3 separate regions of the Mus musculus genome follow, and regions 1 and 2 are each linked to region 3. The links are chromatin contacts, called in public Hi-C and promoter capture Hi-C maps. All regions are on one chromosome and are shown on one strand. The core of a region is the stretch at or near the end of the contact, and the rest is flanking DNA. Distances in the headings are between cores, read along the strand shown.

Region 1 (2,700 bases), core at 126-2,625, 1.1 Mb after region 3:
ATACTCAGCTTCTGGAGCCAGAACAAAAGCAAGAGCAATCGGTTCTACTGGTGGGTTCCTGCTTTCTACATTGGCAATAATTCCAGCAAACTGTAACTAATTGTAACTTCCAAAGAGTTCAAATGGGAAAGAGTGCATTCAAATGGAAAAGATTTCTCAATTCTTAACCACTGTACAGTTTTAAGAATATAGTAACCATACAAAACGTTACCAGTGTGCATATGCTTATGAGTAGAATATTCGGTGAGACTGGAGAACTATACTCTATGGCTCCAGGATGCTCCCTGTACCGTCTGTATTTTACCTCCAGGCCCTCAATCCTCCATAAGCACAGCACAGTAACCCATACAGAAGGAATCCTCCAAACAGTTCATATGCAGTACCATATCTTTTCCTGAGGAACAAACTCAGTGTGATTTGGACGTAAATTTACGGTCTGGAATAAAAAGAGTAACGATGATGTACTTAGAAAGTGATCAAAATGATACACGCTTGCAAAGTGGAGTTCAAGGCTGGCTTTGACACACACCATGTTTGAGGCCACCCTGAATTACATGAGACCCAGTTCCAAAAACAAGATGGAGCCTCCAAAAAGTGGAAATAATCTGGAAATCACTGGGCAATTCTCAACCCATCCAACATATACATACAGAGCAACTATTCTGTCAGGCACCCTATCTTGGTTTATATTTTCTTAGTATGTAGGCTGCGGTCGAGCATATCACCCTGCCTCAGCTTCCCCAAATGCTGGGATAATTATGGGCATGCAACTTAGGCATACAGGCATTAAGTAGTCAGAAAAATACAATCCACAAACGCTCTGCCTTTCATCGTTAACACCCACCTTATCGATGATGCTGTTAACAATTAGAGGATTTTTCAAAATGTGTTGTCCGATCCCTGTGTTGAACATGAGTCCTGAAATAAAACACGAAGCAGCCTTAATTTCCCAACTTTTCAAGAACCGATCTCAGGCCGTCCCAGAGAAGCAGGATGGACCCGGGACGGTTTCTGCTCCAATGCATCCACAAGCGCCGCGCTCCCGGCCGGGGTTGGGATGTATCTTTGAGTCCATCCATCCCTCCTGCTGGCAAGGAAGACCAGGCGCGCGCGGGGAAGGGTCAGCGCTGAGCGCCCACCCTCCTCGGGGCGGCTAGAGGCGCAGGCCACCGTAGGGCTCCCCCGCCGCGGGTCAGTCCCAAGCATCCTCCACACCGCACCTCCAGCTCGCTTCAGCTCCCGGCGCTGCTCCTGACGATCCCGCCGGCGGCTACTCGCTGCGGACTTGGCCTTCGGCATCTTCTCGGAGGAGTCCCTGTGCCAAGCGAAAGCAGCCGGGAACCGCGTGGAAGTCGCCCTCAGTCGCCGTCACGACTAGGCGCCCGAGAGGCCCACTTCCCCGCCCACTGCGATCACCGACCCACCCAGTCAGCGGCAGGCCGGAGCCCAGTGGCTGCTGGGAATTGTAGTCTCTTATGGGCTCCTCCCGCGGCAAGGCGGACTCGAGCCCAGTGGCTGCTGAGATTGTAGTTTCTGTCTGGTGAGCTCCTCCGGAGGCAAGGCTGGCTCCAGCGGGTTAGCCACCGGATTTTAGAGTTTTAGCTGGAGCAACAACTTCCCCAAGAGCCCGATTTCCCAGAGGAAACCGCGCCGCTCAGGCAGGCAGTTAGGATTGGTTGGGTCTCGGCAAATTGGGTGCTTCATTTGGCACTGCCCTGGGACATTCTGATATCTGCGGAAAGATCTCTCGTGTCTCTCCTGTTTCCCTGCAGGTTGTGGGCTGAGAAGCCTAGGCTCGATGGACACGGAGCTTGGTGGTTTAGGGTAACATGTCTCTCCGTTGTGGAAAGCAGTTAGATTAGAATTAGCTCTCGTTCCAACACGGCACTTACTGGTTACTTCTCTATGCTTTTTGTTCATTTTCTCGTCGTTTTGCTGAGTTCCAGCACTGGAATGTCATAGTTAAAATATGCTGCTCTCAATGTTTATTTATTGAAAGATAAAGGCTATAACAATTTCAAAACCCTGTAAATGGGATTGATTACAGGTATGTGTTGGATATTGTAATGGGATTATACGCCGGGCTGTAACATACAGAATAAAAGATTCATGGCTGTTTTTCTTGCCAGTGTAATGTTTCGGTTTTAATTTTTCTGTTTGTGCGCTGAAGAAAGTCTTTGCAATCAACCACCAAAGGCTACTGCTAAGAACCTGTTCCGTAGCCTAGGTTTTTGTTTGTTTGTTTTGGTTTTTGGTTTGTTTTGTTTTTCAAGACCGGGTTTCTCTGTATAGCCCTGGCTGTCCTTGGAACTCACTTTGTAGACCAGGCTGGCCTCGAACTCAGAAATCTGCCTGCCTCTGCCTCCCAAGTGCTGGGATTAAAGGCGTGCGCCACCACCGCCCGGCTTTTTTTTTTTTTTTTTTTTTTCTCGTAGCCTAGGTTTTAGTCCTTCCTTTCTTTGCTGTAATTCGAGCACAGGGAAAGTTCTAAAATATCCTAATATAATCTTTTATTTATAGTCGACTATTATGGGGTTCCCACCAAGGAGCACTTGAACACTGCCTATGAGCCAATGGAAAGCCTTTCTTCCAGCCGCAGGTGACTACAGCTGGGTATTCCGGACCCAAGTTCATTCATCTCTGAGCCTGGAAAGCCCTCAAGGTTCCCATCCCGCAGTTGCAAGCTAACTACAGTTACAA
Region 2 (2,700 bases), core at 35-2,534, 1.2 Mb before region 3:
TATCCTTTGGGTGTTACTACTAAACTAACGCAGGTCAAACATTGCCAAACTGTAAAATGACGGTTGGTTTTTATGTTCGAGCACGAAAGTGGCAACTATCTAGCAAATGAAAGCCTGTCGGAGTGCCTCAGCTCTAACTCAGCTCTCAAGAATCGTCACCTGGAGTCAGTGCCCACTGATTGGATTCCATTAGTTTGAATCCTGTTGGTGTCGTCTTCCTTATCGGTCAGCCCCCGTGTCACCACATCAGATCCACAGAGGACTTTCCCCCATTCTCCTGGTTACTCTGCCCTCTAACCTCCCCAACTTAACCTGCATTTTGGTCAAGGTTGATGCATGGTCTTGGTCAGTGAAACGTGGGAACATTTTTGGTGCGTATTGACCTTAAATACCTGAGGCTGTGTTAATGTCTGTGGCAACGGATTCACTTGGTAAGAGGGCCTCTTTCCCCAAACGCATAATTGGGAAAGAAGGTGGCAAGAAAGAGGCAGTGGGGGGTAGTTAGGAGGGATTTGGAGAATGGTAAGCCATGGATAGTGAAGGTCACCGACAGAGCTAAGGGGAACTTGGCCTCAAGGGAAACGGCACTGTTTCCTGTGGCACAAATGTTGCCGCAGAAGTCCAGGCTATCCAAAAAGCAATCGGCTGTCCTGACCTCAGGCACAGTGAGCGTCATCTTCTCTCCCATAGATGATCTGCCTGCCTGAGCCAGCCTCTTCCCTGGCAACAGGGAAGCCATGGGTCCGGATGAGAACTGCGGGAACCTCAGCCCCAGAGGTTTCGGTTTGGATTCTCCCGTGTGGCCCCTTCCTAAGTATCCCCCATCAAGGCGCGGGGCTTTTCTCACGCAGTTCTCATTTGTACAAACAGAAATAACCAAACCTCCCTGCAGTGACTGGGGCGCTGCTCCTGAGCCGTTTGCAAAAGGATTTCTCACGTTTAGATGTCCACTCCCTTAGATCTGGGTGAGTTCCAAGACTTTAGGCTTGGAAAGCAGAATGCTTTCCCCGATCCCTGTGGCCAGGCATAGGGGGATGCTAAATCCTGTTCCAATAGGTGCTCGACTGTCCCTTATGTCACCTGGTCACAGGTTTTTCTGGTTGTACCATTTCTTTTCACGCGTGTGACTTTAGAAAGCATGGTTTTAACAGCCCCAAGGAGTTTCCCTTTGGCTGCCTCTTCTCCCCCACCCCCCATTCCCCATAAGTGATCTCTCATACAGTCTGAGGCACCGGAAGCACCCTCTTATTAGCAGCTGAAGTGGCTCTCCCAGGCAATAGCAGGAGAAATACCAGAGGGCAAGTGCTGAACGTTGCTCACCTTCATGCTGGGTTAAGCTGCAGTTCGTTCACCCTGTGACATGATGTAATATTCCTAAATTCTGATAACAGTGAACTCGTCTATCCTTTCTACGCCTGTAAGGCTTGCTGTTAAGATGGTCTGTGATTTATTACTAAGCACTACCTGTCTGTATTTAAGTGATTCTTCGTGGGTATTTACTTCTGGTCCAGTCACAGTCTGTTTTGATGCTTGCTTACTGGTTTTTTGCTAAATGCACCGCTATGATTTTTGTTCTTGTTTGTTGTTGCTGTTGCTTTTGTTTGTTTGGTTTTTGGTTTGGTTTGGTTTTGCCTCCTTTAGAGCAGCAGAGAGTTTGGGTAAAAGTCACTCAGCAGGCCAGCCTTTTAATGGACCAGTCCTGTTGTATAGTAATGGGAGGAGCATTGCTGATGTTGGTTCTACAGCCCTAAGACACTGCTAAGACACTGACTCTCCCCCCCACCCCCACCCAAAGCATAGAAAACACATGTGTGCATAGATCATAAAGGTTAGTATCAGGGAGCAACTGTGGAGATGAACTAAAGTGTTTACCTCCATAGCTCATCACATCTTACCATCCAACTCACACACACACACACACACACACACACACACACACACTCACACATACACATATACACACAGACTCCCTCCCACCCCACACCCACAGCTATTGGCTAGTTTTTTACCAGAAACTTAGAATCAATCTTAATAATTACTCTAAAAGGTAGATTTATTTGCTGTAATAATTTCTAGGGTGATAAATTGTTTTTAGGTACCTCTTCCCACAAATGATGAGAAAATCTGACTATCTGACTGTAGGGCAAGGAGTAAAAATATAATATTCAATAAAGCAACTTGGGAAAGTGCGCAAAAAGTGACCCCCCCATTCTTAGCAAAAGTAAACTGTGTGGATTTTCTAGATAACCTGTATTTGGTTACAATCTAAGTGGTTGAATCCCAGTTTCAACCAAGGACTGTGGCTGCAGACATCACATTGGCCACAGGGCGGCACTGCAGGTCACCTAATGGAGCAGATGCACAGTTGAAATGTTTGAAAACTGCCTCTAAAATTCTGAAATTCAGTCCAACGAGGGGAGAAAAAAACGTCATGGGGGATAACACAAAGCTAGACACACAGTTCTACTCATTAACAAGAGCAATTAAAGCTACAGGACTCAGGAAAGAATCAAGTTAGCCAGTTAAAGACTTGGAGACTGTGTTTTTAAAGCACACACTTTATTATCTATCTATCTATCTATCTATCCATCCATCCATCCATCCATCCATCCATCCATCCATCCATCCATCTGATTTTTATGTGTTTATGTTACTATTGCTGATGTGTAAATGTGCATGTGGAAGTCAGAACATAACCAT
Region 3 (2,700 bases), core at 125-2,624:
AACAAGAAAGGATGCGCTTTTCAGCAATAAGTCTCAGAAGCTGAAAACACTCTAGGCCTAGATAAGATTGTGTGGAGGCTAGAAGCTTCCGGGACTAGGCCTGGGTTAGCAGACTGAGCAGTAAGCCTCAAAGATGACAATTACAACAGGAGAATAAAAGATACCTTTACAGTAAGATTAGAAATGGAAAAAAAAAAAAAAAAAAAAAAAAAACCTCTAAATTCTCCTCTAAACACAAACAAGTAAAAACATCTTTCTATAATAGTATAGCCTCTTAACACCTATTTCTCCCTAAATTACAACTGCAAATGTCCCAAAATAAGAGTTCTAATTCGTAGAAGCCAAGTATTCTACGTAAATTATTTGAGTACTAAAGTTTTGTCTGAATAATAATGACTTTCACTAACATAAAAAAAATCAAGCTGGCTGGCTGACATGTTACAGGTACCATACCCATAAAGATTTTTAATCTTTGCGTCTACTGTTGGGGATCCAACCCAAAGCCTAGTAGAGCACAGTAGACAGATGCTCCACCGCTGACCAACCAAGAATTTAAACTGCTTGTACTTAAGAATCCTCATTTATTCGTTGGATTGGGTACATCGTTACAAAGTCAAACACTATGCTTTGCTCTTTAAAGGTTTTGTGGTCTGTAGTTCAATTAATGTACCTTACAAGAAAATAAAGAATTACCAAAATAATTATGGTACCCACAACCCGTCACATCAAGAAAACTATCACTGGATTTAACTTCCATGTCCCCATGCTATCTCCGTATTTGTATCAGAAACCATGCCCCTACTTTCAGCACATTAAACTTTCTGGAGACGTTAACCATCCAGTCCCTTGTCGCTACGCCCTCGCCCAGTTGTAACCAGTTTGCAGGAAGGTCCAAGAAAGATCGATCTTTCTCGAGTCCAGTAACGAACTAAATACAAGTCTGCGAAATCCGCCCAACTTTGCAAATAAGACTAGCGCGACTTGATGACTAGGCTATGGCAAAGTTACGGTCCACAGGCCACACATCTCGAGAGCACCTCAGTCTCGCACCAAAACATCCTCGCCTTACTTTCAGGCACATTCCTTCACCTCACAAAGCCTAGGGGACCCGGAGCTGCACCAGGCGTCTCTAGACTTACAGCTTCTCTCCTAACTTTCCCCGCTTAGCATTCTCCTTGCCCCGGGCCATGTCCACGGCCATCAGTCGGCCTCACCGGCTAAGGACGCCGCCCCGCCGAGCGAAGCCGGGCAGGACCCGCGGTCAGGAGCTCAGAGAGCCGGGAGAGCCCGGCCACACGCTCAGCTTAGGCTACAGCAAGCCACCGCAGCCCTAGGGGATCCCCGCTCCCATTCCCACTCACCGCCAGGCAGGAAAGTGGAAAGCGGAAGCCGCTCCGCTCAGGTCCCGCCCGAAGGCGGGGCGGGGCGGGGCGGGATGAGGAAGTGGCGGGCGGGTTTCCGGCGGCGCAATGTCTAGAGCCATAGCGGGAGGGCGGGGAGGGGCGGCGCGGCGAGGCGAGGCGAGGCGCGGAGGCTTCGTGTCCGCGGTCGGGGATGCTGCCGCGCGCCGCTTCGTGTGCGCTGCAGGTGGGGCATCGTGGCCTCGCGTCCTGCGTGGGACGCCGGCGAGGAGACGGAGTGGGTGAGGAGTTCGTCCAGGGGACTCTCAGCCCAGAGAGCCGCAGCTAGACACGAGGGGGACCCCGCAGTCTCCTTAGAGCCTTCTCGAGGCCGTGGAAGGACTGGCGTGTTCCCTAACTCGCCCCTCACTCATGCTGTAGAGTTGAACAATAGTTAAATATTTAAAGATTTGGCCAAGCAGCAGCCCGGCTGGGATGTGTCCAGTGAACCTTGGTAGCAGGGGGAAATGCTGCCACGCTGTGGGAAAGAGGTTCCGTTGTTTGTTTTTCATTTAAGAGCCTAACTTACTTCACAAAGGAATGGTCGATACTTGCCCCAAAGTAAACTGTCAATAATTAAACTGTCAGGGCATAGAGATCGCAATACATAAATAAAGGACTTCAAAAAGTCAACAAGCAGAAAGGGGTGCGTTAAATGGGTCTCCTAATCTACAGGGACGGAAAGATTAGCTCTGGTTTGGTTGGTGCTCAAATTTTGTGATTGCTTGCCTGAACTACTTGCTCTGTTTGACTGCCTCTGGCGAATGTTGCAAGACCTCCTCGCTGTTGTGTGCCAAATAAAGCAAGTTTTTATTCCTGAGAGACTGTGAGCGTTCCCTTTGAGGAGCAAGCCGAGACATGTATGAGTAGTTAGAGTATAACAACAGTAACCATTATTTACCAAGGAGCAGACTTTGGCAGCTAATCTAAGGATCTAAAATACTGCTACCCGGGTATATGCTAATGGCTGCATATTGTAATGGCAGCCGTGGTTTTCTTATTCTTGTGTGAAAGCCTGAAGGATTGCTTAAAACCTGTACAAACAAGCGTACCCATAACCGGCTTGTATCCATAACCGGCTTGTATCCGTGACATGTTCACTTCAGTAGATGGTTCCTCACAAGTTCTGCCTCCCAGTGTGTTGCTCTGTTTTATCTCTAAAGGACCCAGGGTCCCCGCAAGTCTTGGGAATAAAAGGAAGCAGTACCGTAAGGAAGGAACTGAGGAGGGGGTGCACCAGCCTAATCGTGCACAGTACACACACTTACAACGGAGAGAAAGAAAGCAGCAAGCTTCTTTG

What was found. Promoter capture Hi-C pulls out the DNA fragments that hold promoters and counts their contacts. A called contact is a pair of places that touch in the nucleus more often than the background predicts.
Region 1: a contact with region 3 is called in a promoter capture Hi-C map of pre-B cells, with 8 times the contacts expected there. The contact joins the promoter of Dimt1 here to the promoter of Smim15 in region 3. A contact is called at or near these places in 14 of 39 promoter capture datasets (the 3T3-L1 cell line, 3T3-L1-derived adipocytes, the C10 cell line and 8 more), 5 of 484 Hi-C or Micro-C datasets (CD4 T cells, CD8 T cells, Th1 cells and 2 more) and 5 of 115 datasets of contacts at active chromatin or transcription factors (the 230-238 cell line, astrocytes, large pre-B cells and 1 more).
Region 2: a contact with region 3 is called in a Hi-C map of the N1E-115 cell line, with 2.9 times the contacts expected there. The contact joins the enhancer-like site here to the promoter of Smim15 in region 3. A contact is called at or near these places in 3 of 484 Hi-C or Micro-C datasets (B cells, CD4 T cells and the N1E-115 cell line), 3 of 115 datasets of contacts at active chromatin or transcription factors (astrocytes, embryonic stem cells and pro-B cells) and 2 of 9 other capture datasets (adipose tissue and embryonic stem cells).

Annotation. Positions count from the first base shown.
Region 1 is chr13:106,945,804-106,948,503 of GRCm38.p6, reverse strand. Dimt1 (DIM1 dimethyladenosine transferase 1-like (S. cerevisiae)) reads right to left here and starts at 1,375. Exons shown (of 12, transcript NM_025447.4): 1 at 1,221-1,375; 2 at 845-918. The coding sequence starts at 1,299.
Region 2 is chr13:109,210,230-109,212,929 of GRCm38.p6, reverse strand. All of the region lies in intron 3 of Pde4d (phosphodiesterase 4D, cAMP specific), which reads right to left. Among named protein-coding and RNA genes, the nearest start is that of Mir582, 110 kb to the left of the region's middle. Within about 2 kb of position 1,284, at least 24 of the 459 cell types and tissues checked have an H3K27ac peak or open chromatin away from gene starts, as enhancers often do. A contact at or near this core is called in the N1E-115 cell line, where this site is marked.
Region 3 is chr13:108,043,148-108,045,847 of GRCm38.p6, reverse strand. Smim15 (small integral membrane protein 15) reads right to left here and starts at 1,374. Exons shown (of 3, transcript NM_001048250.2): 1 at 1,362-1,374. Gm41055 (a long non-coding RNA gene) reads left to right here and starts at 1,377. Exons shown (of 5, transcript XR_003950673.1): 1 at 1,377-1,642.